7 separate regions of the Mus musculus genome follow, and all the other regions are linked to region 1. A link is a contact called in public ChIA-PET, HiChIP or PLAC-seq and promoter capture Hi-C data. All regions are on one chromosome and are shown on one strand. The core of a region is the stretch at or near the end of the contact, and the rest is flanking DNA. Distances in the headings are between cores, read along the strand shown. Region 1 overlaps Runx1 (runt related transcription factor 1). Region 2 holds the start of Cbr1 (carbonyl reductase 1). Region 3 has its middle 29 kb from the start of Setd4. Region 4 has its middle 21 kb from the start of Gm30695. Region 5 holds the start of 1810053B23Rik (RIKEN cDNA 1810053B23 gene). Region 6 overlaps Gm30530 (a long non-coding RNA gene). Region 7 has its middle 8.1 kb from the start of Gm30474.

Evidence for each region. Promoter capture Hi-C pulls out the DNA fragments that hold promoters and counts their contacts. ChIA-PET counts read pairs in DNA pulled down with a chosen protein or histone mark. HiChIP or PLAC-seq counts read pairs in DNA pulled down with a chosen protein or histone mark.
Region 2: an H3K27ac HiChIP or PLAC-seq map of trophoblast stem cells shows a contact between it and region 1, with 6 times the contacts expected there. The contact joins the promoter of Cbr1 here to the enhancer-like site in region 1. A contact is called at or near these places in 3 of 39 promoter capture datasets (the C10 cell line, liver and stem cell-derived epiblast-like cells), 3 of 484 Hi-C or Micro-C datasets (all in liver), 8 of 115 datasets of contacts at active chromatin or transcription factors (embryonic hindbrain, embryonic stem cells, large pre-B cells and 4 more) and 4 of 9 other capture datasets (adipose tissue, embryonic stem cells, liver and 1 more).
Region 3: an RNA polymerase II ChIA-PET map of memory CD8 T cells shows a contact between it and region 1, with 6 read pairs. The contact joins two enhancer-like sites. A contact is called at or near these places in 1 of 15 datasets of contacts at CTCF or cohesin (embryonic stem cells), 3 of 484 Hi-C or Micro-C datasets (B cells, liver and nephron progenitors) and 4 of 115 datasets of contacts at active chromatin or transcription factors (acute myeloid leukemia, embryonic stem cells, large pre-B cells and 1 more).
Region 4: an RNA polymerase II ChIA-PET map of memory CD8 T cells shows a contact between it and region 1, with 8 read pairs. The contact joins two enhancer-like sites. A contact is called at or near these places in 2 of 484 Hi-C or Micro-C datasets (bone marrow-derived macrophages and embryonic stem cells), 3 of 115 datasets of contacts at active chromatin or transcription factors (the NIH/3T3 cell line, memory CD8 T cells and pancreatic cancer cells) and 1 of 9 other capture datasets (embryonic stem cells).
Region 5: a promoter capture Hi-C map of liver shows a contact between it and region 1, with 7 times the contacts expected there. The contact joins the promoter of 1810053B23Rik here to the enhancer-like site in region 1. A contact is called at or near these places in 6 of 39 promoter capture datasets (the 3T3-L1 cell line, the C10 cell line, liver and 2 more), 1 of 484 Hi-C or Micro-C datasets (liver), 2 of 115 datasets of contacts at active chromatin or transcription factors (large pre-B cells and pancreatic cancer cells) and 1 of 9 other capture datasets (embryonic stem cells).
Region 6: an H3K27ac HiChIP or PLAC-seq map of the NIH/3T3 cell line shows a contact between it and region 1, with 4 times the contacts expected there. The contact joins two enhancer-like sites. A contact is called at or near these places in 6 of 115 datasets of contacts at active chromatin or transcription factors (the NIH/3T3 cell line, acute myeloid leukemia, fibro-adipogenic progenitors and 3 more) and 1 of 9 other capture datasets (embryonic stem cells).
Region 7: a contact with region 1 is called in an H3K27ac HiChIP or PLAC-seq map of microglia, with 7 times the contacts expected there. The contact joins two enhancer-like sites. A contact is called at or near these places in 4 of 115 datasets of contacts at active chromatin or transcription factors (acute myeloid leukemia, bone marrow-derived dendritic cells, large pre-B cells and 1 more) and 1 of 9 other capture datasets (embryonic stem cells).

The regions. Positions count from the first base shown.
Region 1 is chr16:92,618,362-92,622,523 of GRCm38.p6, reverse strand. All of the region lies in intron 6 of Runx1 (runt related transcription factor 1), which reads left to right. Among named protein-coding and RNA genes, the nearest start is that of Gm30224, 24 kb to the right of the region's middle. Within about 2 kb of position 1,958, at least 171 of the 459 cell types and tissues checked have an H3K27ac peak or open chromatin away from gene starts, as enhancers often do. A contact at or near this core is called in the NIH/3T3 cell line, memory CD8 T cells, pancreatic cancer cells and 1 more, where this site is marked.
Region 2 is chr16:93,606,077-93,610,238 of GRCm38.p6, reverse strand. Cbr1 (carbonyl reductase 1) reads right to left here and starts at 2,402. Exons shown (of 3, transcript NM_007620.2): 1 at 1,985-2,402; 2 at 1,343-1,450; 3 at 1-444. The coding sequence starts at 2,273. The coding sequence ends at 8.
Region 3 is chr16:93,572,937-93,577,098 of GRCm38.p6, reverse strand. No RefSeq gene overlaps it. Among named protein-coding and RNA genes, the nearest start is that of Setd4, 29 kb to the left of the region's middle. Within about 2 kb of position 2,413, at least 54 of the 459 cell types and tissues checked have an H3K27ac peak or open chromatin away from gene starts, as enhancers often do. A contact at or near this core is called in memory CD8 T cells, where this site is marked.
Region 4 is chr16:93,550,762-93,554,923 of GRCm38.p6, reverse strand. No RefSeq gene overlaps it. Among named protein-coding and RNA genes, the nearest start is that of Gm30695, 21 kb to the right of the region's middle. Within about 2 kb of position 2,038, at least 49 of the 459 cell types and tissues checked have an H3K27ac peak or open chromatin away from gene starts, as enhancers often do. A contact at or near this core is called in memory CD8 T cells, where this site is marked.
Region 5 is chr16:93,356,559-93,360,720 of GRCm38.p6, reverse strand. It overlaps 1810053B23Rik (RIKEN cDNA 1810053B23 gene), which reads left to right and starts at 2,009. Exons shown (of 4, transcript NR_040489.1): 1 at 2,009-2,096.
Region 6 is chr16:93,184,550-93,188,711 of GRCm38.p6, reverse strand. All of the region lies in intron 2 of Gm30530 (a long non-coding RNA gene), which reads left to right. Among named protein-coding and RNA genes, the nearest start is that of Gm30530, 7.2 kb to the left of the region's middle. Within about 2 kb of position 1,946, at least 31 of the 459 cell types and tissues checked have an H3K27ac peak or open chromatin away from gene starts, as enhancers often do. A contact at or near this core is called in the NIH/3T3 cell line, where this site is marked.
Region 7 is chr16:93,138,040-93,142,201 of GRCm38.p6, reverse strand. No RefSeq gene overlaps it. Among named protein-coding and RNA genes, the nearest start is that of Gm30474, 8.1 kb to the right of the region's middle. Within about 2 kb of position 2,416, at least 19 of the 459 cell types and tissues checked have an H3K27ac peak or open chromatin away from gene starts, as enhancers often do.

The sequences.
Region 1 (4,162 bases), core at 709-3,208:
GGACGAATATGAGGCTGGAGAAGAACCACTGGGGGCTGGGGACAGGAAGTCATCTTTACCCTCAGCCTTTCGAGACTCTATAGAGGAGAAAGCAATGGAGGAGAGGATGATTCAGCAGGCGCTCCTAGGATGGCACCTGCCACATGGTGGCTGAGCCTGACTACAGGCCTAGAAAACATAAGTGGACGTCAGAGGTGCAGGCAGCTCGTGCAGTGCGGTGAGGAGTCGGGGTGGGGCTTCTTTAACAAAGTTCGGCGAAATAAGTTATCTGCAGGAAAGGACACTGCAGAGACCAGACGGGGCCTTTGGTGCCCTCAGAAGCACAGTTCTGTCTGGACGCCAAAGGCCACTCTGTCTGGAGGAGAGACGGTGCCAACGGAGAATGAGAGGTGTTATGAAAACAGCGTGTTTTCTAGAAGCGGGTGACTTATCCCTGAACCCTTGCACAGGGAGGACTCTGCCTAAATACAGAGCCCTTTCCAGACCTGTCTCAGACTGATCTGGCTGAGAGGAGAGGCCTCCCTCGTGGCGAGGGCTGAGCTATTTCCCCTGGGAACTGTCTGGCAGCTCTAATGAGGAATAGCACTTTGCATTTATAGAGAGCCTTTCATCTGTGGATCTCAAAGCTGTACCACAAACATTAATTAACTCTCACACCTGGGAGGCAGGTGAGTCTGGTTACCCCCCAACCCCATTTTTAAAAAATGAGGAAACAGAGATTTGGGAGGAAAAGGATTCTGGGGCGAGCCACCGGGGTTAGGAGTGTCCCTGATGTTGGGAATAAGCATTTCAGATTTGTAGCATCCTGACCACAAAGTCAGGAGGCCTCCCCGGGATGAGTGAGGAATTTGGGTACCGGAACAGGAGATGAAGCCACACAATTCCTTCTTCCCTTTCTCAGGTGGCCTGTCACCTCCTGGGTCTATAGATGTCATTTAGAATGGGTCCCTCAGACCCCGAAGGCCTTTGAAACAGCCTTACCAGGCAGGTCTCCATCCTGGCTCACTCTGGATGCCTCCCTTCAAAGTAACCGTTGGAACAGTGACCGCAGCCGAGACGCACATGACTAACCAAAATGTCTGCAGCCAGTGGGAGACAAATGCTTGGCAAATCCCAGGGCTCTTTCACAACCCTCTTTTCTTCCAGGATCCAGAACTGGTGGGAACTGACTCCTGTTATCACTGGTTCTCACTGGTGTGCTTAGGCGATGCTAATCCAGTGCTGGCTACCTGGGGAGTGGGGGTTGGGGGAAGGAGCTCTGGGGTGACTCCTGTCTGTTCTGACTTCTGGAGCTGTTGTGGGTTTACTGCCCACCGCAGAAGCCAAAGGAAACACTGCTCAAAACCACCAGAGGCAAGCAGCCTTTCAGTTGGGTCACCTGCCCAACACCAGGGCTGTGAAAGCTGACATTGCAGAGTGGGGGGTGGGGGTGGGGCATCCTCCAAGCATCTGGGGGCGCCACCACTTTCCTACACAAGGTATCCTGGGTCTTTCTTCACAAGGGTCCCAAATGAGAAGGTGCAAGCCTCCCCTGGGGCTCGCCCTGACACATCACCCTGGAAACTGACTCAACATCTCTGTGTCCTGACTCACATCCTGTTGTGTTCTCTGAGGCATCCGAGAGGGCATTACACCAGCTACCCATGACTGAGCTGCACTGGGAGGGCGCCCTGAGGATGACTCTGCCTTCTGCCTTGCAGAAAGAGGGGGAGTCTTCTAAGGAAAAACCCAGAACAGGCCCCTTGGGTTTATCCATTCTCAGAGCAGATTTTGCGCGTTAAGAAGCAAGTGGCCCTGCATTGCATGGCCCACTGTTTATTTTCAATGGATCGAGGGTGAACGGCTTGTTGTTTTAGAGATGCCCGCCAAATACTCAAGGAACAGAGCCCTGACTACAGCAGAGCCCCAACGTCCTGACCCAGAAAACCCAGGCTGTGAGGTCAGGTGCCAGGGCCACCAAAGGCTCAAGTGAACTAGGCTGATGTCCCCGCGTGTCCTTTCCTTGGACAGGGAGGGAGGGCACAAGGCTGAATCGGGATGCTTTGAGTTTTCGAAACAGGAACATTTATTTACTCTTCTGATTGGAGTGAGCTTCATTGATCACTTTAGATACGGCTACTTCTCTTTGCCTCGGGTGTGGGGCATTCTTTCCCCCTCCTCACCCCATACGCATTAGTTACTGGCGTTCTGGCTTTCCTTTCAAATATGTTTTCAGAACCAGAAATTTCCCTTCCAAAGCTGCCTCGTCTCCAGTCCCTAAATGTTGGTGTTTTCATTTTCATTAAGTAACTGACAGTCGACATATCTTTTCAGATCTCTTATTTGGTGGCTATGGCATCTCCAGATAATCTCCAATTTTTGAAGATTTCTAAGTAATATTTCTGTTACTGGTTTTTGTTGTTGTTTTGTTTTGTTTTTCGGGGGAGGGGAGAGTGTTGTTTGGTTTTAGTTTAAGTCCTTGTGGCCTAAGGAAATACTTTGTATGATTATGCCTTCAAACCCAAGCAGTCTTCTGTGGCCTCAAGTGTAGTCTGCCTTAGCGAGTGATCTGTGTGCCTCAGAAGAAAGGAGCGGCCTACCGGTGTTCTGTAGGTCAAACTGATACTGTCCAGGTCAGCCGAGTCTGAATTTCTGCTTGCATGGTCTATCGGTGACTGGAAGAGGGTGCTAAAGTCTCCTGCCGTAAGGATGGGTTTGTCTGCTTTTCCTTGTATTGCAGTTAGTGAGACCCTTTGTTCACGGGACACCTGTGAAGGAAAATGTATTTTTGGTTTTCCGTACTATCATAACGTAACTTATCTCTTATCCCTGAAAAGCTCCATCTTCAATCGGCTTTGTAGAAAACTTGATACAGCAACTCGGGCTTTCCTTGGATTGGTGTTAGCACAGCTTCTCCACCCTTTTATGCTTGCCCTATCTGAATCTACATTTAAATGAGCCATTTGTATGCGTCAGGTAGTTAAGTTTTATTTGTAGCTTGTTCTGACAACCTCTGTGGTAGATTTAGACAATTCACCTTTATAGATACAGTTGGATTATGATCTGCCATGGTCTAACTTTTATGCCTGTTGCACCTGGTTCTTAGTCCCACCCCCGGCTTTCCTGCCTCCTCTGAATGGAATGAAACATTTTATGTGACTTCATTTTAGCTTGTTTATTGCCTATCGGGTAGGAAAATGATTTTTTTTTTAAAATAGTTTTGTGGGAGCTAGAGAGCTGGGTCAGACATTAAAGCACTGAATGCTCATCCAGTGGACCTGGGTTTGATTCCTAGTAACCACTAGTGGCTAAAGGCGGTCTGTTAACTCCAATCCCAGGGAAATCCAACACACGATTAAGGTCTCCCTAGGCACTACAAGCATGAGGTACACAGATATGATGCAAGTAATACAACACTCATATGCATTAAACAATAAATAAATAAATAAATAAATAAATAAATATTTTAAAATTGCTTCAATAATTGCTGTAGAGTTTAAAAACTAAGCCCACAATCAAATAATGTTATTCCTTAATTGTTATATGTTACTTATATTTAAACTTTTGTTTACATTTTTAAATTTAGTGTCTCTCTCTGTGTATATGTGTGTGCCTCTCCCTCTCCTCTTCCTCCTCCCTCCCTCCCTCCCTCCCCTCCCCTTCTCTCTGTGTGTGTGTATGTGTGTTTGTGCGTGTATGTGTCTGTTTCTCTCTCTTTGTGTGTGTGTATGTGTGCATGTGTGTATATGGTGTGTATATGTGTCTGTCTCTCTGTGTGTACATGTCTGTCTGTCTGTCTCTCTTTTATGTATGTGTCTGCTGTCTCTCTTTGTGTATATATGTATATGATTCTGTCTCTCTCTATGTATATGTCTGTTTGTCTCTATGTCTGTGTATGTATGTATGTATGTATGTATGTATGTATGTATGTATGTATGTGTATGTGCCTGTCTCTGTGTGTGTGCTGTCTGTCTGTCTATCTCTCTCTCTCTGTCTCTGTGTGTGTACATGTGTATGTGCCTGTCTGTGTGTGTGTGTGTGTGTGTGTGTGTGTGTGTGTGTGTGTGTGTGTGCTGTGCTGTACATATGGAGGTCAAAGGACAACTCACAAGAATTAGTGGTTTCCTTCCACTATGTGGGTCCTGAGGATCAAGCTCGTGTATTGGACAAGCGCCACTCTGCT
Region 2 (4,162 bases), core at 1,153-3,652, 990 kb before region 1:
GTTGGGTTCACCATGGTTCAACTTTTTTATCTTGAACAAACTGCCCATGAGGCCCCTCTGCATCTGGAGGCAAAAGGGCCAAGTACACAGGGGTCTCTGCTCCTTCTTCTGGGCTTTTGGTGGCTTTTGGTCCTGCCATGTCGGTTCTGACCCACCCAGGGCAGCAGGCATTCAGAAGGATCTTGTCCCCTCTCCTCTGCTCATTAAGTTTCCTGGCAAGGATTCTGGACAGGACTGTCACCCCAATCTTGGTGACCCCATATGCACTATTAGGCCAACCTTCTTCCGCATGGACTCCTTTCTTTGTATCTTCCACAAACTTGTTCATGAGCCCCACCAGCTCCTCCTCTGTGATGGTCTCGCTTCGAAACTTCTGCTGCAGCTCCAGCCTGCAGTTTTTCAGGGCCCTGAGACTCACCATGCTGGACACATTCACCACTCTGCCTAAAAACACATCACCATGTACAAGAACAGCACTTTACATCTGGTGAGAATTGTATCAGAAAGATTTCATGTGAGACAGGGATGCACAGAACAGGAGTTAAGTAGCAGAGAATCTGGTTTTTTGCTTTTGAGGTTTGTGTGAGCAGAGAAGCCAGATGACCGTGAGATCTGGTCCAGAGGGGAAGACAGGAGAGAGGACAGGAGTTCTGAGAGAGCCATACTTAGTCAACTCTATACCAGAGACTCACATTTTCAAAGTGGCTCCCTCATCATTACTGGTGTGTTTAATGACTGGTCATTCACGTGCTATTCAAAGACTTGTGGTATGAGAGCAGTTCATGAGAAATGTAATGTGATAGTTTGTTTTTCCAGAAAGGTTTCTCATGTTGATGGAGCACTAACATGAGCTCGGAATAAGGAAGGGTGAGATTATAGAGTCTTGTGAGCCCTGCTAAAGGCCTGATTTTCTTCCTGAAGGATTTTAGGAGGGGCTGAGTGCTGTAGAGAGGCAAAGAAGTCCTGCTCCAGAAAGGTGGTTTCCTCAGAGGGTTTGTAGGGTTCATCTTGACAGCTGAGAGCTGCTGTGGAGCTGGGCTGAGGGATGTAGTTGGGTACAATCTTAGCACTTGTGGGGACAGGCCATTGTGGCCAGTGGGATGTCAGTATGTATGCAAAATATTTCAGACATAATTGGAGTCCTAAAGCCCCTAATGGGTGAGGAGGTGGAAGAAGTGGATGCTGGAATCTTATCTGAAGATTAAGAAGAGCTGCGTATGCAAAGAGAAAGTCAATGGCCACAAAAGAATTGAGATCAAAGGTCTGAGCAGTGCCTCACAGTGGCAGAGAGGCTGTGCAGTAGGGAGAGGAGCTGAGCCCGGAAGTCACCTGGCAGACTCACCTTGGGGTTTTATTAGAGGGAGCAGCTCCTTGCAGACATCTCGGGTACCAAAAAAGTTCGTTTTCATTGTCACCTCTGCTTGAATGTGGAAGGGGGTGTCGTCATTGACTTTCGGGGGGGGGGGGGGGAGAAGAGAACCGAGTTAGCGGAGTGGAAATGTAAAGACCTAAGTAAGCTAGAGCTTTAGAGATCCACTTGCAAGTACAGTCTTGTTTACATACAGCTCTGCATCACTGTCCATCTGACAATTTTCTATTGTGCTTGAAAGACACCACCACCACTGGGGGTGGCTAGGTGAAGTTTGTATATATCAGGATCTTAAGGAAACACCGTTTCCCTCTGTCTCTTTCTCTCTCCTCAATCTCTTGCTTATTTCAGTATCAGATATAGTTCCACTTAAGTATCGCCAAGTCCAATTCAATTACTCAACAACTGGGTGAGGGAAACCTAGAAATGATGGCGAACATTGAGGCTCTGCTTTCCTGCAGCCCCTACTACCCTGTCCTGTTTCTCCCAGGGGATCTGTTTCAGAGTCCTACAGCATAGTGCTCCTGGTCCTAGTAATGATCCCAGAGAGGCACAGCCCACCTTGCCACCAGGCTCTGGGGAAGCCACCTTCCATCTCCACACCCAATGGCTTACCCTTGAAGGCGATGCCTGCGTTGTTGACCAGCACGTCCAGGCCTCCGTATTCCTTGAGCAGAAAGTCGCGCAGTGCGCGAATGCTCTGCGGGTTGTCGATGTCCAGCTGGTGGAAGCGTGGGCTCAGGCCCTCCGCCTGCAGCTTTTGCACTGCCGTTTGGCCCCGCTCCTCGTCCCGCGCCGCGAGCACCACGTCCCCGGAGAATTTCCGACACAGGTCACGAGTGATCGCGAATCCGATTCCTTTGTTAGCACCGGTCACCAGCGCCACGGGTCTGCTGGAAGACATGGCTGCGTGAGAAGGGAGGCCGTCGGAGACCAAGGAACTTGGCGCAAACTCTGCCTCTCGAGGCTGCTGGAGAGTGGTTCAAGACCGGTTCACTGGCGGACTGAAATTGGCGTCGACAATGTCGCACCTAGCACGCATGCGCAGTTTAAGCCCCCTCCCTACGGGGGGCGTGGCTGGTGGGGGGTGTGTTTGTTGTTTAGTGTGGATTTTAAAGTTGCCTCTTGTCAAATTGCTGTGTATTTAGGAAATGGCTCACCTTACCTGAACTCCGTTTTTTTTTTTTTGTTTTTTGTTTTTTTTTTAAATAAAAGTTTACCATGCAACGAAAGGTGTCAGGTTGTCTGTTATCTCAGATTATGCATTATGCAGTTGGGGGTTACATACCAGCCAGGAAAAAAACCGGCCAGGTCAAATGACTGACATCTCAGGCTTTTTCCTGAAGGCGTGTTGAAGCCAGCTGCCAGGCAAGACTGCAGGAGAAGGCGAGAGAGAGAGAGAGAGAGAGAGAGAGAGAGAGAGAGGGAGGGAGGGAGGGAGGGAGGGAGGGAGGGAGGGAGGGAGGGAGGGAGGGAGGGAGGGAGGGAGGGAGAGAGAGAGAGAGAGAGAGAGAGAGAGAGAGAGAGAGAGAGAGAGAGAGAGAGAGAGAGAGAGAGAAACACAGCTTTGCACCTGGAAATCATGCATTCAGCTTGCCCACGGGTCTAGGTCTTCCTCATTACTTGTATGAATTTTTCACTGTTTTCCCCAACTTGCAAATTGGACCTCTGTACGTTTTCTTTCTGGTGTTTAAAAAAAATAACATAAAGCTGCCACTTAAGTTGTAGGAACTTGAATTGTAGGACAAACTGGGAGATTATGATGAGGAATCGCAATTTGTGTTGAATTCACCTCTTAGGACACCAAAGCAAAGCTATTGGGGTAATCTTTGGGCAGGAAACATTCCTTACTAGCCTGTGGTATCCCTTTAGATACTTCTAATTGCTTTGTCTTACCTGGATGTTTGTATTGAGTGTACAGATGTGTACAGGGCCTTCAGGGGATGCTGCTCTTCTGTGCACCACAATGCACCCTTTTAGTCCCTTTTTAAGATGACATGATGCCATATGCTCGCAAAATGACATTTGGTTCAGTCGTGGGAAACAGATTTCGTCACTGGTTCCTAACACCCTGGCTATAGGGATCTCCAGGTCAAGTTTCGTTTCCTCTCCATTCAGTAGGTTGCTATTAGAAACAAGTGGCCATTTAGATTAAAATAAGACATTTTAGTTATACTGACCCCACAGGAAGACCTCTCTGTGTGTATGAAGGTCATTGTATTAGGAATACAGTAAAATAAAGGAGACAGGTATAAGATTTCCATTTCAAAATATTCTACTGCCTCATATACATTGCTTGTAAATTGCCGTTCAAAGTAAGCTCCTAGTCAATTGCTTAAGAAACCTGAATAATCCAAAAAAAAAAATGCTGCCCAGGGTGGGATGGCTCAGCAAGTGAGGGCAAGGACCTTGGTCACCCAGCAGCCTGAGTTCAATCCTTGGAACCCATGTAACCACAGGAAGCAAGAACGGTGTATGCGTGTTCTGATTGAACCCATGTCTGCGTACCATGTGCCATGCCCAGAGGGCAGAAGAGGGCACCGGGCATCAGATCCCACAGACTGGAGTCACACGAGGTTGTGAGCTGCCGAAAGTATAGTAAAACACCACGTATCCACAGCAAGACAAGCTTCCAGTTCTGTTCAGACTCCTCTTTTGTGACCTCAGGTAAATTTATTCATTCTGTATGATTTCCTTGGCATTTTAGGTTTTGTGTCCATCACAGTCAAGGCATAAAAGGATCTTGTTGGTCTTGCTTGAGCAAACACCCCTCCAGTGTCCTCGGCGCTCAGC
Region 3 (4,162 bases), core at 1,164-3,663, 950 kb before region 1:
GCGTTTGGTGCTAAGTAAAGAGGCAGCCAATGCTTTATTTATTGTTTAGTTCAAAATCAGAGTTAAATATAGGTATCCAGTGTACGACAAATAATATACTTGATATTTTCTCAGGAGGCTCCCTTAAACACAGACACAACTTCACGGACTTTGCAGTCTTGAGTCATTACACATTCGTCCACCAGGTGGCGCCAGAGGACTGTTGCACTAAGGATGCCGAGTTGGGCTTTTAAAAGGGCTCCATCAATTCAAGTCACCAAAGGTGTCCCTCCTAGTGCTCCCCATATTAGCAGGAGCCAAATAAGGCAAAACAACTCCCTGTTTTGCTTTTGGGACAAAAAAGTCAGACGGTTACTTTCCTTTTGGGAAGCAGTAACTGTTCAACCAGCGAGCACTGAGCAGATGAAGGGATATGAAGCAGGGACGAGGCTTGGCCAGTGTGTATGAGGGGTGAGTTCAGGGCGGAGGAGGGGCCAACTGTGTTGCGCTACAGATGAGCCCTAAGTAAATGAATAATGTCTTCAGCACTGCAGAGAAAGACCAGGCAGACGCCAACTTCCGTCTTAATTGAGAATTTAGACACTACCCGAAGGACAGGCAAACACAAGAGCTGCCTTTAAGGAGCTGACTGGACCACCCACGCAAAGTCCTCAGGGCCTCAGAGTGCCTCATCTGGTAGATGTTTCTAGAAGGGTGCGTTTTGTGGAGTGCTGGGAAGAATCTTTTTCTGCGGACAGATCGCTCAGCATGAGAGGGGTGCGCTAGATCTGGGGGCAGAGCTTCGAGGCACTCTTGGCTCTTTTGTCCACAGGCAGCTGACAGACTGCAGATCACTGCGGACTGACTTAGTCCTACCACCCACCAACTTGACACTGGTGGTCTCAGGAAAAAAACAAAAAACAAAAACAAAAAAACCAAGCAAACCCCATGGCCGGCCAAGTTTCCTTCTGTAGTGACCTGTTTCTGCATCTGAGATTCAATCAGCCTTGCGTTGAAAATTGTTTTGGTTTGCTTTCTGTTGCTGCGATAGAAACACTATCCAAAAGCAACTTGTACCTCATCCACTGTCAGGTCACTGCCCATCCCAGAGGGACATCAGGGCTGAACTGCTTGCTATTCACAAAGCCTTGCTTCCAAACTGGAAACGCACTGACACCCAAGGACACACAGCAGGACACAGGGAGGCAAGCTGTTTGCTGGCTTATGCTCTGCTAACTTCCCTGTACACACAGAACTACCTGCCTGGGGACAGTACAGCTCACGGTGGCCCGGACCTTTCTACACCAATTAATAACCCTGACAGTCTGCACAGGTCAGTCTGATCTAGGCAGTGCCTCAATCCCTGCTTTCCTCTCAGATGACTGTAAACTGTGTCAAGTCAGCAGTGAATGGTAACTAAGTCAACAGCACACCTATTGGTGCAATGTTTACGTTGGACTAAGCTTTAAATAGTAAAGATTTAAAGCACACATATGTGTGGGCGATTTGCAAATTGTTTGCCATTTTGTGAGAGGGCCTTGGTATCCACAAGGGAATCCAAGGATGCTAGATACCTGTCTTCTGGGTTGGTCTGTGTGACCATCAGTAATCCATTCATACTGTGGCACCCCTAAAGGGGGTAGCTCTGCTTAGAGGACTCCGGGTGGTGACAGTTTTTGTCTCTTCACTGGGGAGCATAACTGATCTCAAATATCAAATATGGCTTCTGGACCACCAACCACCCTACCGTATGGGAAGTTGGGCTGCAGCTTCACGGACTGCCCAACACAACACTTGGAGTTTTACCTCCATTTGCTCACGGGGAAGGCCATTCTTTGCCCAAATCCCCTGACTGGGAGGAGACAACACAGGCTTCTTGTTCATCCAGCCTTTCCCTGGCTGCTCTCTGATGCCCCTCAGCGACTGTGGTCAAGTCTTTGAGAGTGAGAGGCAGGGACGGTGGTGAGAACATCGGGTGTGGGGCTGGCTTTGTCTTTGTTCTGTCTGTCTGTAGGTACCGGGGCTTCTGGGAAGGAGTGAGCAGGGGAGGGAGGGCCAGACGAACTCACCCTGAACACTGTTGGGCCTTTTCTTTCTCTGGGCTTTGGTTCATTCTTCAAGTCCTGACATGCCCATGGCTTGTGTACAGTGGCAAGGGGAGCTGGCAGCAGCTGCAGGCGTGCTGGCTGGCCAACCTCATGGTATTGTTTTTGACTATTATCTCATGTGCAGAATGACAGCGACCAGGGCTTGGTGGCCCTCTTTGTTTATGTACATCTTTTTGCTTTGGGAAAGGGGAAGAAAGAACTGGCTCCCTTTAAGAGACATGAACACCGACAAACAAAAGTCAGCTAAGAAGCCCAGATCACACGGGGCCTGTCCTGGGCAGGAAGTGGGGCCTCAGCGTGAGCGTGTACGTTACAGTAAGTTCTCAGCAGACTGAAAACCCTTTCATCACGTTCTGCCCCCCCCACCCCCACACACGATTTGACTTCATCAGCGACATCACTCAAGCACAAATGGTATTCGTCAGGGGTAATCGGCCAACCCCGGAGGCTGTGTTCAAGGTTGCTCGGATGGGACATCTCAAAGCAGTTGTCCGAGTTGAAAGAAAACATTACATTTGATCTCCCTTGAATATGATTTCTGCAGACACTGTGTGCTTCTGCCTTCTTTAGCCCTCTCACCCGTCTCTACCTGGGGGGGTGGGGGGGGGGTGGGGCTGCAGGAAATAGCAGTTCGCAGTTAATTTTACAGTATGTCTGCAGAAACCAGGGCAATGAACAGCCATCCGAGACGTGACCAAGGTTTATTTTCATTAGCCGGCTAATGAACCCGAACAGGTGTGCAGGTTGTTAAATGTTGAGTGACGATCTCTCGCTTCACACATGTCTATGAGGATATTTGTTCTCTTGGATGAGATGGGTATAAGGACTGTGGCAGCCATTCATGAGATGGGGTAATGCCTGCACACGGTCTCCTCTGTACGCTCCTCACTTCTCGGATGCAGGGCATCCAGGATACAGCCAGCCAGGGAGACTCATCCAATGTAACAGAGAAAAATGTGACTCTGCTGGTTTGTGTGTGTGTGTGTGTGTGTGTGTGTGTGTGTGTTTCCGAGTTGAAACAGGGTAGAATCATTTTGGAAGAGGAACCTTCATTGAAGAGTTGGCTCCATCAGATTGACCTATAGGCAAGTTTGTGGAGTGTTTTCTCAATAAATGATAGATGTGGGAGCCCAGGCCACTGTGAGCAGTGCCACTCCTGAGTAAACCAGGGGAGTAGTTCAGTAGTTAGCGTTCCTCTGCGGCTTCTGCTTCAGCTTCTGCTTGAGTTCATGCCCACCTCCCATTGACCATGGCTGTCAGTTGGAAGGTGAAATGAGCCCTTTCCTCCTCAAGTTGCCTGTGTTCGTGGACAGGGACTGAGGCTACTAGGTGAGTGGGGACTTGGTCCTTGAAACCTGTGGTTACATGATTGAAATCTGTGGTCACATGATTAAAACCTGTGGTCACATGATCCATTGGATGGAGAATTTCTTCTGCCCAGGCCCAGAGTACGGTTCAAGTCACAGACCTGAGGTGGAAGTTCACACAAGCAGTGTAAATGTGTCTTCCTCCATATCCTAGGCTTGCGTGTGGGTGCTTATGTGCACATGTGCTTATGTGCACATGTGCTTATGTGCATGTGTGTTTATGTGTATGAGTGTTTATGTGCATGGGTTTGTGTGTGTGTGTGTTTATGTGTATGGGTGTTTGTATGTGGAGGGGTGTTTATGTGGGTGTTTATATGCAAGGGTATTTGTGTGTGTGTTTTGTGTATGGGCGTTTGTGTGTGTTAATGTGTATGGGTATTTGTGTGTGTGTTAATGTGTATGGGTATTTGTGTGTGTGTTTATGTGCATGGGTGTTCATGTATATGGATGTTTATGTGTATGTGTATTTGTGTGTGTGTGTGTGTGTTTATGTGTATGGGTGTTCATGTGTATGGATGTTTATGTGTATGGGTGTTTGTGTGTGTGTGTGTTTATGTGCATGGGTGTTTGCTTGAAGTTGAAATAGTCTATTGGCCATAGTGTTCCATCACAGCAATAGAAGCCCTAACTAAGACAGAGGCATCTCACATTCACAACCCAGGGTATGTCAAGACAGGTGACAGGTTGTGGGTCACTCCTTGACCGAGG
Region 4 (4,162 bases), core at 789-3,288, 930 kb before region 1:
AGACTAGAACTTCAGTTCTGTAGTCTCTTCAGATTCTCCCTCTTTACTCCCCTCTTTCCCTCTGCTGAGGCAGAGTCTTGCCATGGAGCCTACAGTAGCTTAACACTCAGGAGTTTCCTTTTCCCCCCAAGCACTGATATTGCATGAATGTACCACCACTTGTGGCTTTTCTTAGCTCAGCAGTTTCTCAATCCCTGGGGAGTATTGGTGCCAAGACACACCAATGGTTACCAAAATCTGTTGACTTTCCAGACTCTTATATAAGGCAACATAATTTTTGCATATAAGCTACCTTTTGTATACCTTTTCAGGACTCAATTCAATGTCAATTGGATGCAAACAGTTGTTACATTGTATCATTGTGCTGTTTAGTTTTTAAATGTCAACTGGACACAACTTAGAATCTGGGGAGAGAGTCTTACTGAAGAATGATTTAGGTCAGGCTGGCCTATGGGCATATCAGGGGGGCACTGTCTTTGTTAACTGATGTAGGAAGATACAGCCCGTTGTGGGTGGCACCATTCTCTAAGCAGAGGGTCCTAGACAGTTCCAGAGAGGGAGATCAAGCAAGCAGGTAAGCCTTTGTGCATTTATTTTTCTCCTCTCTTGACTTTGGATGTGATGTGAGTATCTGAGTCCCGCCTCATTTCCCTTCCGATATAGACTGTAATATGGAATTGTAAGCCAATTAACCCCATGCTCTCTTAGGTTGCTTTTCCTCAGGATATTTTATCATAGCGACAGAAATGAAACTAGAATACATGTTTTGTAAATAATACAAAAAAAAAATAACCGGTCAGTATATACTCTAGATCCAAGTTATGGAAATGTTTTCAGTTCTCAGTCAATCTGACTTGTGGATATAATTCCACAAATGGGAAGCCACAACCATGTATCCACTAGTTATCTACAGGTAGCTTAGGGACACAGAATAATGAACACGTGTAAATGCAGCATGATATATATCATATAATATATTATATAATAAGAGTTATTGGCTTGGCTTACATAACCTCAAAATGGACATCCCTGCATCACAAAGGCCCAGAGCTCTTTAGCCATCCAGTTAAATAAATAGGCCACTGCAGTAGTTCTAGTCCAGTCGGGGCCAAAAAACTGGCTGATCCTTTCCTGTCCACATTGGAAATCCGATAATGTTGTAGCCTGACCTTAGTGGATAAGGGCAGCAGCCATGCACATGCTCAGAGGGGGCATGCAGCTGCCTGCTGGCTCCCTCCTGCCGTTCCCTTCCCCTCTGGGTCTCAGTCCACAGGATAGCACTGCTCACATTGAGGCAGGTCTCTCCCTCCCTCCCCACGGTTCCTCAGGCCAGCTTCCTGTGGAAGGGAACACTCCTACTTAGAAGCTTCACTGCTCTTAGACACGTCTAAATCCAGACAAGCCGACCACCAAGACCACACATTTCGTAGCCCAAGGCCAAGGCTAGGAACAAACACCCGGGAGTCATCCATCCTGGCTTACAAGAGGAGCTGTCTGTGATGACAGAGCATTTTTAGAACTTCTGTTTCCAATATGGCACCCACAGGCCACATGCCATGAGGCAGCACCCAGAATGTACGCCTTGCCTGACCAAACAGCTGAAACAGTTTAAGCTTTGAACCCTTTTGATGACTTAAAATTTAAGTATAAGTTGGTACACATGGCTGCTGACTACTGAATCTGACAGCCAGAAGCAGACTATAAATACACCACAATTTTTGATGCTGGCATTGTTAAGATGCCATTTGTGATCTGTGGTGGGTTTTACGGTGGCTTGAGTTACTGCTCACTTATCCCTAATTCTGACATTTCCCACATCATAAAGGCCAGTGGTTGACAGGTTGGCGGTCTCTCTTTTAATCGAATTCCTCCTTGTCCTTTTGGTTGGGAAACTTCTCCAGTGTTGACTTCTGGTAGCTGGGGCTCTGTGGTTGAGGTGGCTGGGCTGTGGCTTTCTCTTCTGCTGCTCACAGGCTGGTGCGGAGGGAGGGCAGGCAGGCAAATGAGCCCTGCTTCTCTTTCAGCTTGTGTGAGGACCAAACCACAGCCACATTGGGAGGGCGTAGCCCAGCAGAGCAGCACCAGCTCCAGGGAGACCTCACCCTGGCTTACCACAAAACCCTTGGTGCTGACAGGCTTTTCTTTGTGAATCTTAATGACACTTCCCCGGTCTTGGATGCTGTGGAACGATGTCTGGGAGAGGGGAGCAGTGTGCGTGCGTGCTGCTTGTCAGTATTTCTGTAGTTGCTATACTGAGTGTGTGTGGTGTGTATGCACGGGTACGTGTGTGTGTGTGTGTGTGTGTGTGTGTGTGTGTGTGTGTGTGTGTACAAGTACTTGTAGAGGCTAGAGATCAAGTTTGGGTAATGTTTGTCAGGTATTGTACATCTTAGTCTTATGACTGTCTCTCGTAGGCCCAGAACTCACTTCATTGGCTAATCCAGCTGTCTGGCGAGTCCCAGGGTTCCTGCTGTCTTGGCTTCCCCAGTTCTGGGATTACAGGTGTACACCATCACTTCTGGATTTTTATCTGGGTTGTGAGAATTGAACTTAGGTCTTCGTACTGATGTGGCAAGCACTTTACTGGCTGAGACATCTCCTCAGCCCAGTTGCTCGACTTTACTGGGGTAGGTTGATAACAATCTTTCCTACAGGAGGTAAGTCAACAGCCTCAAGCACCATGTAGGTAAGGTTTGTGGTACGTGGCCTTCAGTCTATGGCCTCAAGTCCACTCAACTAGAAGACAGTGGAGTTGCAGTTGCCCACACGGGTGCAGAAATGCAGGCCTGCCACAGAAGAAGCCATGTTTGGTTGAGGTAGTGGAGGCATGATCTACAGAGTCGTCACAGATTGACTTTCTCCATGAGAAGCCGGCTTTGACTGGTCTGCAGATTTCCTTCCTCAGAGGCTAGGAAGCATGCAGGTCTGTGAAGGCTGGTCTGTTTTGTTTCATGCCCCTGGTGTGTGTGGTCTGTGACCACTCACAAGCTTGGTGAAGCTGGTCCACGTGTGTATGTCCTGGGCCTAAGGACTTCTCTTCTCTGACTTGGGGCTAATTTCCTCCTGTGCTTACTTCATGTACTCAGGCCAGGGGATCAAGGTGAACCCGTTCCTCTGTAGTCGTCCTCCCTGCTGTGGTCCTCCCATATGGTCAGTGCCTAGAGAAGGTAGTGACTCCAGAGACCCCTGGAGTCAGAGGAAGCTGAATCAGAGCATCTTCTGCCTGAAGGTGTTCTCCTCATTCTTCACTTTGAGGGGAACCAGTAGGCAATGTCCCCCGGAGTCACCAATACCAGATTTTCCTAGGGTCTCCCTGCCTTGAGCTTGTCCCTGCCTTGAGCTTGTCCTGGCTGAGTTATGGCACAGCCAGGCATCTAATAGGATGGAAGGACTCCTGTTCTTTCCCTTCATCTTTCTGTTCTTGTTCCTCACTCTCTACTCCTTCAGCTATGGCTTCCTCCACTCTGCAGGCATCCTGTAGACAAACTTCCTTCCCTTCATATTCACTCTGTCCTCCTTATTACTCAAGAACTTGTGATCTGAGGAGGATGCGTAAATATGTTTTAAATGGATTCCTCCTTTTGAACACAAAGTGAACATGATGTAGTAAAACTGGGATCCCGTCCCTAAAAGCGGGACTTAGAGCAAGCGATACATTTTACGGTGCAGGATAAGTTTTGAGTCACTCCCTCCCTATTTCCCATGTCAGGGAAGAACAGACTCTGTGTTCAGAAGGCTTAGCGCTTCCCTTGCTTGCATGGCAGAGTCAGGACGCATTTTATTTTCAAGAGCATATAGAGGCAGGGAACAGGAATGGGGTGATGGTATCCCTTAGGTCCTGCCCGGAGACTGGGGAGTGGCTGTGAGTTCTTGTATGAGGCATGGGAGCTGCTCTGTAGAGGAATCCTCAGACATGGTAGGAACTTGTCTGGCAGAGCCTCATGGGATGTGTGTGAGCTGGCGTGTTAGCATAGAAGCTGGAGTGTGTGAGTAGAAGTGTTTAGGAGCTGGGGTACTGTGAGAGTTGGGGTATCAGGCACAGGTGAAGTTGTATGTGAGCATGTTGAGGGGTGAGAGTTGGGTGGTGTGAACATCGGAGGTTGGAGAGCTGTGGGGTCCACACGAATTGGGGTGTATGTTATGAGTGTTAGGGTGTATGTGA
Region 5 (4,162 bases), core at 760-3,259, 740 kb before region 1:
GTTTAATAAGATTGTGCCCTGTGATTGAAACAAATGCCTCTCCTTTTGTCATCAGAAGTGGGAGCGCTACGCATTTGTTTTAGTAATACACGAGCTGACATCATTAATAATCCGGGCTTGTGACTGGCGCTTGTTGAATACAATAGATGAATGAAAAATTTAATTTTTTAGTAGATCATAAGAGATGTGCCAATATATCAAAAATAATTTAGGCCGACTACCTTTGAGGTGGCAGGCATCCCATTGTCTCTGCTTTTTAAGGCTGGCTCACTTTCTCCAGCAATCAAGGGAATCTCCATCAGCCCCTGAAGATGAATTACAGACTCCTGCCTTCATGTTCTGCCGCTAGGCCACAGGTGAAGAGCACTATCTCTTATTTGATTATCTACAGTCTTTTCTTCCCAGGACTGTAGTAATGCTGACTGGGTGTGCTTTGGGTTTCTCTCTCAAACTCAACACTTAAACCTCAGGCTCATAGCAGTGAGCTTCTCGCTGGTGTTAGGTCTGTGTGGCGCTTCTAAGAACTTCATCTGTCCTTGACCTTGAATGGAAAATCACCTTCATAAGGTCAGAGAGCATGTTTGACCTCTGCCCTTTGGTCCCCATCAATTGGTGTAGCTGGAGTTCATAGATGTATCTAAGGGGCTCCTTTAACTTCCAACGGTCATGGAATAATTGAGCGTATGAGTAGGGTACAGTGGGATAACACTGTACGTGCTTACAACGTGCCATGACCCTGTTGGAGCAATTAGCATTTGTTCATGCCGAGGACCTTGGACCTTGTCTACTTGCAGTTCCAGATGTGCGTTTTTCCTGTTCCAGGTCTGTATCGACCTTCTTATTCATGTTCCCATAAATGCTACTCAAGGACACCTTTGACAAAGAACAGACTATACCCCAAAGACCCCACATCTCGCTTCTTGCACCTTCTTATCTGTACAGTCTGAAGAGCTCTACTTATTCCAACAGATTTTTCCTCAATCATACTTACATTTCTTTTCTTAGCATTCATCTCTGCTTGGGATATTTGAACACCTGCTCTCAGTGTTTATTTTCTTTGGATACATTAATTATGCTTGAGAGGAGATACCATACCTCTGCCTACCTGAAGCACAGAAATGCCTGTCCAGGCTGTCTGGACAGATCCAATAAGTAGGGAGAGGAAGCTTGGCCCATTGTACTGCAGGCTTCAGCTGACCTGGACTTTCCAGAGTGTCTCTTTTGGTGAGAGACATTCGGTGTCCCACGTGTTGTGACCTTTTCTTACGTGAGTTGTCTCTGGAATGACAGAACAGTGCTAAGGACACTTCTGGGGTCACGGCATAAGGAAAAGGCTGCTCATGGGTTTTGCTATAAAAGGGATGCTAGAAAAAAAAGCATAAAAAGATGGACACTTCTGTCTACTGTGCTTGGAGAGGAGGTGCCTCTAAGTGTCAGGAAGACAGTACACATGAACAGACATCATGATGCAGAACTGTCAGAGTGTCTGTTCATTACTCTTGGCTGACGTTTAATTTTCCCCTTAGAAAATATTTCTTTTACCCCGAAATCTCTACATGGAATCCCACCATCTAGAGATGATCTACAATCCATAGTGCCAACCATCTGTCTCTACCCCATCCTCAGCAGGGTCTAATGATATGTTCTGTTTCTCTCTTCTAGGGGAACAGCTGGAGGTTGCAAACATGGTCGAGAAAGAACTCGCAGCTGAGACCCATCTCAGGAGGTAGCATCAGATTTGCAGTCGCCTCCCTTTCTCTCCCGGGTGATGCTCTTGTTTCTGTGGGAGCTGCAGTTAGCCTGGAGACAGCGGATTCTGATGATGGGTCCTTATGCTTTGTCTTACTACTGACTGGGCAACTCTTGGCAAGTCATAGAAGGTCCACGCCTGCTTGGGAGTTTGCCTGGCAGTGGGTCATGGGAGATAAGTTTTGCCTCAAGGGAGGTGGTGAGAGGCAAGGATATTAGATAAACACATTAAAAACAGGGTGCCGAATTTAGAATGCCCAGTGGAACCACATGCTGAAAAAGAAAGAAACGGAGCTTGCTAATGCAGGAGGAACACATGGGCATTGCCAGTGCCCTTAAGCAAAGTGGTAAGGAAGACCGGGAACTTCAGAGACCTTTGCGGTTTAGTCTGTTCTTGGCCTGAGGTGTTCTTGACTGATATAAATGAGAAAATTGTTACAGAGTCAAAACAGGACAGACAGGGTGGGTGGGTGGGGGGCCCGCAATGATGACAAGATGAAATAGTTTCGAGGTCCTCTAAGGACTTCCAAGATACAGGAACAGAGGTAGGGGTGGGGTCAGGTGATAGAAGGCACAGAGAGGATGAGCCCAGGATGGTGTGTCACTCACAGTGAGGACTGTGCTCTGGTATGGTTCAGCCATCTCTCTCAGTCTGGTCATGGAGGAGTGTCACCCTCTGAGGTGGGTGAGGGAGCTACGCAGAGCAGGACAGGGTCATGGCTGACTGGCTGTGGGTTGCATTGCCATCCATTGACAGCAAACGACAGAGCTTCAGAAAGGAAACTCCTCCTGCATGACCAGGTCTACAGAGGACGCGGCATCAGACAGTCAGCCCCAAGCCCTGCAGGGTGGAAGGAAATGAGCTCTGGGAGGGAGGCTTCCCAGCTAAAGAGAGGAGAGGGAGAGGGAGGAGTCAGAGAGGCCATTTATAGTTTTGCCCAGATGTGAACTTACAGAAATGTCCTGCCAGGCAAGATGTCCCAACTGATATAATGGCATGACTATTTATATTATATTATATTATATTTACATCATATATTGTGTCACATTAGTTATATCTAATATATACAATTATAATATTATATTGTGAGAGTAACCAACTGATTTCTGGTTGGAGTTGAGCCTGCTCAAGAAGAGTGATCCCATCCCTGGTACAGAAAACTAGGTCAAGAGCTCATGGCCGGGAAGGTCATAGGCCTTAGTGGGGACCTATTATTTTTGTTTTAATAAATGGATGCTTCCTAAACAGGAAGTTACTTTTTTCACATCGTCTGACTTCTAACTCAAAGGGCAGATGGGAAATAAACCACCCAGTGTGATGTGGTAGAAGAGCTCAGAGCCAAGAACTGTGGACAGAGCTGTAAGCTGGGCCATCTGGGGCTTGAACCGGTACCTCATGGTGACTCTCATATGGCTGATTCTAATGGTCAGAAATGCCCAGAGGTCTAAACACACCCTTAGGAATATCAGGTTGCATATCTAGAGATGATTATGAGGGTTCTGATCAAGTGAAAAAATTATTCATTGATGAATTCAAAATTTGGGAGGTGCGGATCTGTGGATGATGGGGCCTGGGGGCAGGAGGTGCATCACAGGAATCAGGGCATGGACTCCCTCAAGCTCTTTAATGTCAGCATCTCAGAATCTCTTTCTGCCAGAGACACATGATCACCACGGTCCCCTTCTGCCTGCATGTCAGCACCACAGAAGGCCTGCTCTCTTGCCCACCAGCCATGGAGTCTTTGGAAAGAGCCATCAAGCCATGGTGTCTCTGGTAGGAGCTATCAGCATCAGAAATGTCCAGACAATAACTTCTCTTGGAGAAGGGAAGGGAAGATCTTGCCCAAAGTGATTTTTAGGAGTTTGACCTGTTCCTAGTATCTAGTCTCTGTTGGCTCCAAAATCATGTGTCTTACCTGCCTGTGTTGCTATAAAAACAGAACACCACAGACTGGGGCATTCACAAGGAAAGAAATTAATTAACCTTACAGTTCTTAGAGTTGGGAGTTCAAAACCAAGACACCTCCACTATCTGCCTAGTATCTTAGCCACTCCTGCAAGATGGCTGTAGAGGGAGGGCAGTTACCTCAGGACAGCAGGTGCCAGGTGAGGCCGAGCTCATTTTGTGTGAGATGCCTGCGCAGTAGAAATCAATTTGCAACAGTGTTCTTTTCTAAAACCCCAGGATCCCACTGCCTGTTACTAGGTTCTGCGTTCCAGCTGTCAGAGTGAGATTATGTTTCCAATAGACCACGTTTGAAGGGAAAGTTCCAACCATCACACCATGCAACACTGACCTAATAATAGTCAAAGGTGCGTGGGGGTTTGTTTTAGTTAAGAATCACAGCATGAAACAAATCGCATTTATCCAATGTGGCAGCCTCTCTGCTTCTTCTATAAAAAGCCCTTTGTG
Region 6 (4,162 bases), core at 697-3,196, 570 kb before region 1:
CACTCCAAGTTCTGCTGACAAAACAAAGCATGCACAAATGGGAAAGGGCGGAGCTTTAGAGAGGCACCCTAGTTGAACCTAGGGACGGAAGTCAGCACATAGGGCAACATGGACTCCTTGAAAATGGCTGCAGTGAGAAGGAAGATGCTTCCAATGGGCTGCTTATCTTCAGCTCTGAGCACTGATGACCTCTGCACAACAGATTGTGTGTGTGTGTGTGTGTGTATGAGTGTGTATGTGTGTATGTGAGTGTGTGTGAGTGTGTGTCTTAATTCCCATACTTTTAAGTTAGTCTCAGGCCTGTGCAACAGGCACATATGTACCCTAGAGTTTGGTTTATTAAGTGAGGAGTCCTTATGATGGATTTGGGGGCAATAAACAGATGCCAGTCATATCTGTCACAACCACTTGCTCCAATGCCAACATGGCCAGGTCATCATGGCACCTCTGTCCACTGTGTATCCTTGACACTGTACTGAGGACAGACTCACCAACGGGTGGCAGCAAGGTAGCTGAAACTTTGGCTCCTATGATACCATTCCCAGAGTCTTCCCTATGTTCTCGTGGCTGTGTCCTGTCACATGGAGAAGAGTGGTGAGGCGGACCCTGGACATCAGAACAAGGTACAAATGCAATCATATGGACAGCTCCTAGTCAAAAGACACCGACACCAGAGGGAGTTTTAAAAAGAGGTGCTCAGATCATGCGTGTCTCACAGTCAGGGATAGGGAGACCAGTTTCCGTTCACCTCATATGACACTGAATGCACGGTCAGACTAAGGTCAGGGGACAAAGGTGTGTCTATGAAAACCCCATGTATGTACAACTGAGACTCATACTGAGAACCATGGAGTGTTCAGGCTAGTGAGGGAACATTCCAGAGTAAAATAAGACCGTGAGGGTGTAGGGAGGGAGGGATGGCAGAGGTCAGAGAGAAAGAGCGTGAGCATGTGCCACAGAGGTGAGCACAAAGTGCCGCTTGGCTATGCCCAAGTGTTGGAGGATGCGCGTGAAGCTTGACAGAAGGCTGAGTCTGGGAAGAGTCAGAAATCACAATTGTGCTTTTATTTTCCAGATGAATATGAGAATGTATTTGCCTCCTGTAGCAGTCTCTGCCTTCCTGGGCTTTCATCTATATGTAGTGTCCATGCAAGTGACATTTGACATTCAGTGATGATGGTGACTGGTCACTCGGTGGCTTCTCCCCACCTGCCACGTGAGTGCCAGTGCTTTATGGCTCACTTCAACCAATGTGCCCTCTGTATCCTTCCTTGGCTGACAACAACCCTGGCTCCACAGGACACCCAGAGGCTACAAGGAAGAAAGAACTAGGGATCTAGGGAGATGGTTCAGATGATAAAATGCTGGTGTGGTCCCCAGAGCTCATACCATATGCAGTGAGAAGGTAGAGACAGTGGTCCCCTCTGGCTCTTAGGCCAGCCATGCTAGTCTCCTTAGTGAGTTCCAGACCAGGGAGAAACCCTGTCTCAAAAAGCCAAGTAGATGACATCTTAAGTTGTCCTCTGGCTTTCACATGTATGTGTACACGTGAACTCATGCTGACATGACCACATGCACACAACACACATGCATGTGTAGTTCACGGGATGCATTGCAGTTCTTCATGCTTGCAAAAGTCTTCAAAACCTCCTTTAGTTATTTTAGATAATGTCTTCATTGCTTCAAACATAGGCATGTGGACTTTATCATGGGTGTTCTAGTTGCTCGTATTTATTGTTAGTGACTGTCTCTTACTGCGCTTAACTCAAAGCTTAAGCTTTATCATTAGCATGTATGTGTAGGAGAGAAACTGTCACTTTCCGTACATGTACCGGGATGTATATCCACATATAAGGAAGGCTGATGTGTGGGTTATGTGCTCTCTGAGCTGCAGGGTATAAGCCAAACTCCAGGGAATGACTAGCAAAGCCAGTCTGCTCAGACTCACACAGCCAGTGACTCACTGGCTACATTCATACCGGCACGCTGCTCTGTTTAAAACTGAACTCCCTCTAGTGCAATAAAAATACCAAACTCCTGATATGAAGGTTGCAAGAGATTGAGGTTAACTCATGTTAATTTAGATTATACATGGGAATCCAAGCACTGTTGTGTAGATTTGCCAAAGGCCAAACTGGCTAAGTTATCATTTCCCTAACCCATGTGACCTTTAAGTTGGCTTTTTCTCCCAACTCCAATTTATATTCTTCCATCTGCGCAGAGCACAGTTTTTTAGTGAAGTTCCCTCACTAAGCCATGTCTAAGCATGGAGGATAAAGATGCCAAAGGATAGTGGGAAGCTGGTGGGTGGGTACTGTTCTCATTCACTCTATCAGGATCTCAACCCCACCTCTGCTCCCATTCTTCAGAGATTAAAGCTATGTGGACAACCTGGTGTGTAAGTTGCCATGTTTATTTATTTTTTTCCTTTTCAAATTTAGTCATCTCTGTCTTAGCGGTTTCTGTTGCTGTGAAGAGACACCAGGACTATGGCTACTCTTATAAGGAAAATCATGTGATTGGTATTGGCTTTACAGTTTCAGAGGTTTAGTCTAATATTATCACAGCAAGAAGCATGGTAGCATGCAGTCAGTCATGGTATTGGAGAAGGAGCCAAAAGCTGTAAAGTTGGATCAGCACGCAACAGGGAGAGGGGGGTGGGTGGGAATGAGAGAGGTGTGTGCTGAGCCTGGCTTGAGCATCTGAAACCTCCAAACCCATCCCCAGTGACACACTTCCTTCAACAAGGCCACACCTCCAATAATGCCATTCCCAATGAGTCTGTGGGAGCCATTTTCATTCAAACTTCCACATTTGCTACACGGACCACAGTGTTTCAGCCCCAGCAATGTGGTCACACTGGACCTGGCTTTTTTTTTTTTCCTTGCTGGCACATTGTCCCGCATATTGTAGGCTGCTCAGGAGTATCCCTGATCTTCAGCCATTAGATGCTAATGGCATTCTCCATCAAGGTTTTTGTTTTGTCTGTAGGCATGTGTGTATTTGTTTGTATTTGTGTAGGGGCATGTGTGTGCATGTGCATGCGTGTGTACATGCATGTGCCTGTGTATGTGTGTACATGTGAAGGCCTGATGCTGACACCGGGCGACTTCCTCCTTCGATCTCCATCTTTTTCCCTTGAGGCAGGTCTCTCACTTCATCCCAGAGCTGGCTAACACTGCTGGTCTCACTAGCTCTTGTCCCCAGGGTCCTCTGTCCCTGCCTTGCCAGAGCTGGAACCACAGGAAGGCTGTCATGCCTGCGTGGCGCTTACACAGGGGTTAAGGACTCTTGTCCTTGCTTGTGTGGCAAGCACTTTGCCTGCCGAGTTAACTCTCTGGACATTCTGCAAGCTTTGACAGGCCAAACTCATCATTTCCAGGTGTTCCAAATGCCTGTGTGGGGACAACTGACATGAAGGCTTAGTTTTACATTTAATTTTAATTTTAATTGTTTCAGAAAGTAGGAATCACTGTGTACACTCCTCATTATCTTGTTTCTCCTAAGTCAAAACCATGACACCAACAAAAAAATTCGTGACAAAAGTTTTCATCAACTGTAGTGCTGTTTGATGTCTTTAATGGCTGATTAATATTTTGTGGGGGGTGGCACTGTATCTTAAGTTTACTCTACCGTTCTTCTGTTATGGATATTTACATAGGTTGTAGTCCTCAGCCTCCAGAACTGCAACTAGGCATCTTGGTTCTCAAGTTCTTACAGATTCCCAGAAACAGAACTGCATCACGTCTATTGCTCATTTTAAAAGATAATTTCCAGACCATTTGATGATAGCCTTTGTAGGCAGCTGTAAATTGCATTTGAATTAAGGAAGAGCGATCAGATTCTGAAACCTTGGTGGACAATGGATGGGATTATTTCAATTTTTTTTTAAACAGGAAAAGAAACACAAATATATTTGAAAATTTAGTCCTAAATACAGCAACTCTGTGAGCTGCAGGAAGTTTTTGGTTCAGCTGCTGGACCTCTCCAATGACGTTAGTCAGGCTTTTGAGTAAAGCCTACATTAAATGAGCCGTGGAGGTGTGTGTACCTGAGCTGACATTGTCTTCCGTAGTCATGCTAGGAAGGAGAAGCTGAAGAGGGGCTGGATTAAAGCTATATCAAGTGATGTAATACTTTAAAACCATGTCTTGTAAGTTCC
Region 7 (4,162 bases), core at 1,167-3,666, 520 kb before region 1:
TGCAGTCTAATTTGCCTCTGCAAGGTCTGGCTCCCATCCCATCCTTCAGCAAACGGCGACAAAGCTGGCAACATGAGGCACATTCTATAAATATGAAGGAGGAGGAGATGGGGAAGCAGACACCAAGTGTGAGCAGAGGCAGCAGCAGCAGCAGCAGCAGCAGCAGCAGCAGCAGTGGAGGTAGTGGTGCTGATAGCAACCGACTAATAACAAGTGCTGTAGTTTTCCATTGCTGTAACAAAATACCCAAGGCTGGAGGCATAAAGAGAAGAGATATCATGGCTCTCAGTTTTGATGACTGAAGAACATGGCAGCAGGGAGCGTCCACCGGGGCTCATTCCTAAGGTACTCATTCTGTGGACACCGCTTCTAATGAACGTGCAGAGCAGTCTGCATACAATGCCGCTTGGCCTCAGAAGGATCAGAGCTTTGATTTTAAATGTTTTGAAGAAATTATAAGTACATAGGTAAGCAGAATACATTTTAAGTATTCTTTTCAACTCCTCTCTTGCTCTCTCTCTCTTTCTCTCTTTCTCTGTCTCTGTCTATTTGTCTCTGTCTCTCTGTCTTTCTTTATCTGTGTCTCTCTGTTTCTGCCTGTCTCTATTTGTCTCTGTCTCTGTCTCTCTCTGGAGAGTGGTAGTAGCAAATTTGCAGGTCAACAGCGAAGACCCACCTTTTTGAAGACCTCATTTACACGCTTTAATGGAGGAATGAGTTTTAAGCTGATCACTGTGGAGGTTGGGCGATGCTTTAGCATGCCTTCTGCTCTCAAAGAGAACTCCAGTTCAGCTCCCAGAACCCACACTGGGCAGCTCACACCTGCCTGTACGTCCAGCTCCTCAGCCCTCCATGGATATTAGCACTCAGCCGTACACACACGCAGACACGCAATTAAAACTCAGACAAATGCTTCTCTAAAAGATTCTTGGACATACTTTAGAAGTCGAGCTAACCCAGATGAGTTCCCAAACTCAGTATTAAAGGGAGAAAAAATTCTCTCAAATGGGGTGCTTAGGGTGGAAACATTTTATCTTGATTGAGGGCAACTGGAAAACTTCGTAGTTCAAATAAGATAAAATGCAATACAATAAAACGTGGTGAACAGGACAGCAAGTGCTATTCAGAGGATGGCCTCCTGGATGGCTCTAGATCCTAACCAGAGGATGAACTGGCACACCTAGTAATAAGGGAATGGATTAAGGTTTTGTGGTACAAGAGATGCTGAGGGAATAAAGAAACTAGTCAGTGGCTTATCATATCTCATTAGGAAAAAAAAACACATGTAAGCTAGGAACCCTAGTGACTGCCCATTCTGACTAACCGGCTTTGTACATCGCTAGATAAACGCTCTTTGCAGGGAGTGCAGCATCCTGTCAGCGTAGCTAACACCGGGTCGATGCTACCCCTTCTAGGCAGTTGACGGTCTGTCTTCTCAACACTGAGCCAGCACTGAGCGGCTGCAGTTGCTTGTAGCAATTAGTCCCTGTTGAGTGCAAAGACTCTAGTGTTGACTGAACCAATTAAAAGATCAATTAGTGCGACGCGAGTGCTCAGAGAGGTCGTTTGCTATGACAGGGAGTCGCATCTCCATCCGTGTAGAGAGCCTCAAGAAAAATCATCATTTAGGAGGATGGGGTTGTTGTTGTTCCCAACCCTTAGGTCTTTAAAATGTCTGGACACTGGTAATTACGTTGTGGAACCCATTAGTCGGTGGGCTAGTGTGACAAAGGGCCTGTCTTTGACTAAAGTGTATTTTAGTTTTGATTGTGTATACGTGTCTATGGGTGGGTCCGTACACACAAAGGTAGGTGCTCACAGAGGTGGGGGTAGGGGCCATCCCATACTTATGGAAATGGACTTACGTGTGGCTTTGGAACCAAATTTATATCTTCCCGAGGAGCAGTAATCACATAACCACTGGGTGGTCTCTCCAGTCCCAACAAAGGGGCTTCCTGACAATAAGACTCTCATTTATAATCAGTAAACAATAATAATTAGGGGAAAATAATAAAATATCATTAGAGTTTGGATATGTAGTGTTTTGCTTTTTTCTCTGTGCACCCAGAACATTCTTTTTCCCTGTGCCATATTACTTTGGGGTTCTTATTTTTATATTAAAAGAAAAGGAAATAAGAATCTGTTGTTCTAGGTTTCTTCCCCATGTAGGACCTCAGCCTATGTTACCCCATCACCACCACTCCCAGAATTCCAGCTTGCTAAAATGATGACTTTGCTACGATCGTCTCATTAGGTAAAAACATGAGAATTGATTTCACTTGAGTCTTCCAGGAAGGCAGGAGAATCTGAGGCTCGTTGAAAAGCAGCATTCACACTGCTGGGCAAGTTGTGTGTGAGACTCTGGTGGCAAGCCCTTCTTGAGGATGTCAGTTGAGTCAGATGTACTAGAGATGACCCAGGAGACCTTGTTTTCCCAAAGGCCTTTCACACTGAAGACTTCTATAGCTGCTTCTCAGAGGTCCCAGGTGGCCCAAGAACCAAGCGGGGGGGGGGGGGGGGAGGAGAAGTCAAAAGGAAGGACCAGCTGTAACTGATGTCTCAATTTTCTTTCCTCCTTTGCTAGATATTGAACGGGATCCTTATGCGTGCCAGGCAAATTTTCTACCACTAAATCACACCTCGAGTAGTCATTTCCTGCCCCTCAGAATCTGCCCTTAATTGGAAAATTGAGACCTCCCTCCCCTCCTCTTCCCCTCTCCCCTCTCCCTTTTCTTCTCCCTCCCTCCCCGCCCCTCTCCAGTCAAGGTGGGGACAGAGTTTAAAATGATGCTTTTAAACTATAAGGAGCACTGGGCTAAGAGAGGCCCAGGGCAGATTCTTCCTGGCAACCTTGAACAAATCCCACTGACACCTTGGCCTGGAGAGTCCTGGCACCACACAGTTCCACTCCAGTAAATAAGCCCAGGGACAGAATTTTCTCTGTATATTTTCCTGCCTAGCAATGCAGAATGGTACACCACCACGATCTGTTTACCGTAAGAACACTTCAGTGGTTGGAAAGCTCACCTCTTAAACTAATATAAAAGCATCATTATACAAAACAGGAGAACCCAGAAGTGTATCCATACAGCCCTCCCTGTTAAGGAATAGTTTCTTTTCAACAGTCATGATTGACAACTCCACTTGTTTACACGCAGGAGTTCCCACCCACTAGCTCTCACCACTTATAAAACCGAGTATTTTTTGAAGGCCTCTGAAGATGTCTAATAAAACTGCTAAAAAGACCTGTTTGATCTCTGGGCAGCTCTGAGGACAGATAGGGCCCCGTTCCTTCTGGAAAACGCTTTGTTCTTTCAACTCCACTTAAGGAGGCAATAGAGCGGCATCTAATACAGGAGGCTTTCTGACTCTGTAGAACAAAGTCAGGCCAGGTTCTTATCATGAGAAACTGCACCCAAGGATAATCTTCTAGAAGACATAAATAATTCTCCATAATGCACTTGGCTATACTTTGATCTTGTGTGCATTTTCCTTAATAGATGGATATTATCAACCCAGTTTGTGCTTGCATAGGGGTTAGTTTGATGGCACGATGGCGGTGACATTAGAGCCTGAAGATTATGTTTTGGATATAAGCTACTGAAAGGACCAACATAACTTTACAAGTTCCTGAAACATGTGAAATTAGATCCCAGTGCTCCGCACCCCGATTTCAGTATCACTGCCAAGGATTTGGTGTCCTGCACTTAATTTTCTCCCACTTCATTAACTGTCCTCAGACTTTAGAAGAGCCTTTGAAATCTCCGACTTCTATGGTAATATCCAGGTGAGCCACTTTCGGCTTCCTATGCTATAGACTCCACCCCTCTCCCTGTCTCTCCCTTCTTCCCTCTGTGTGTTATACTAGGGGCAGGGGGACGGGGAGGCAGAGGTTAGAACAAGGGAAGTGCAGTGCTGGGATTGAGAGCTAAGATGTCTTGATGCTAGTGTAATCACTAGAGAACTGCGCACAAGAGAAGGTTACAATCAGATTTCAGATTGTGGTGAGGCCATATTGGAAGCCACTAAGCATGCAGTTATGACCTTCACGTGGGATGTGTAGTTGGGGTCAGACTGACCTGTTTAAGGGGCTGCTGAAGTAATAAATCGAGCTAGCCCTGTGTGTCAGGGGGCTAGGGAGACAGGCCTAATAAGATGTGAT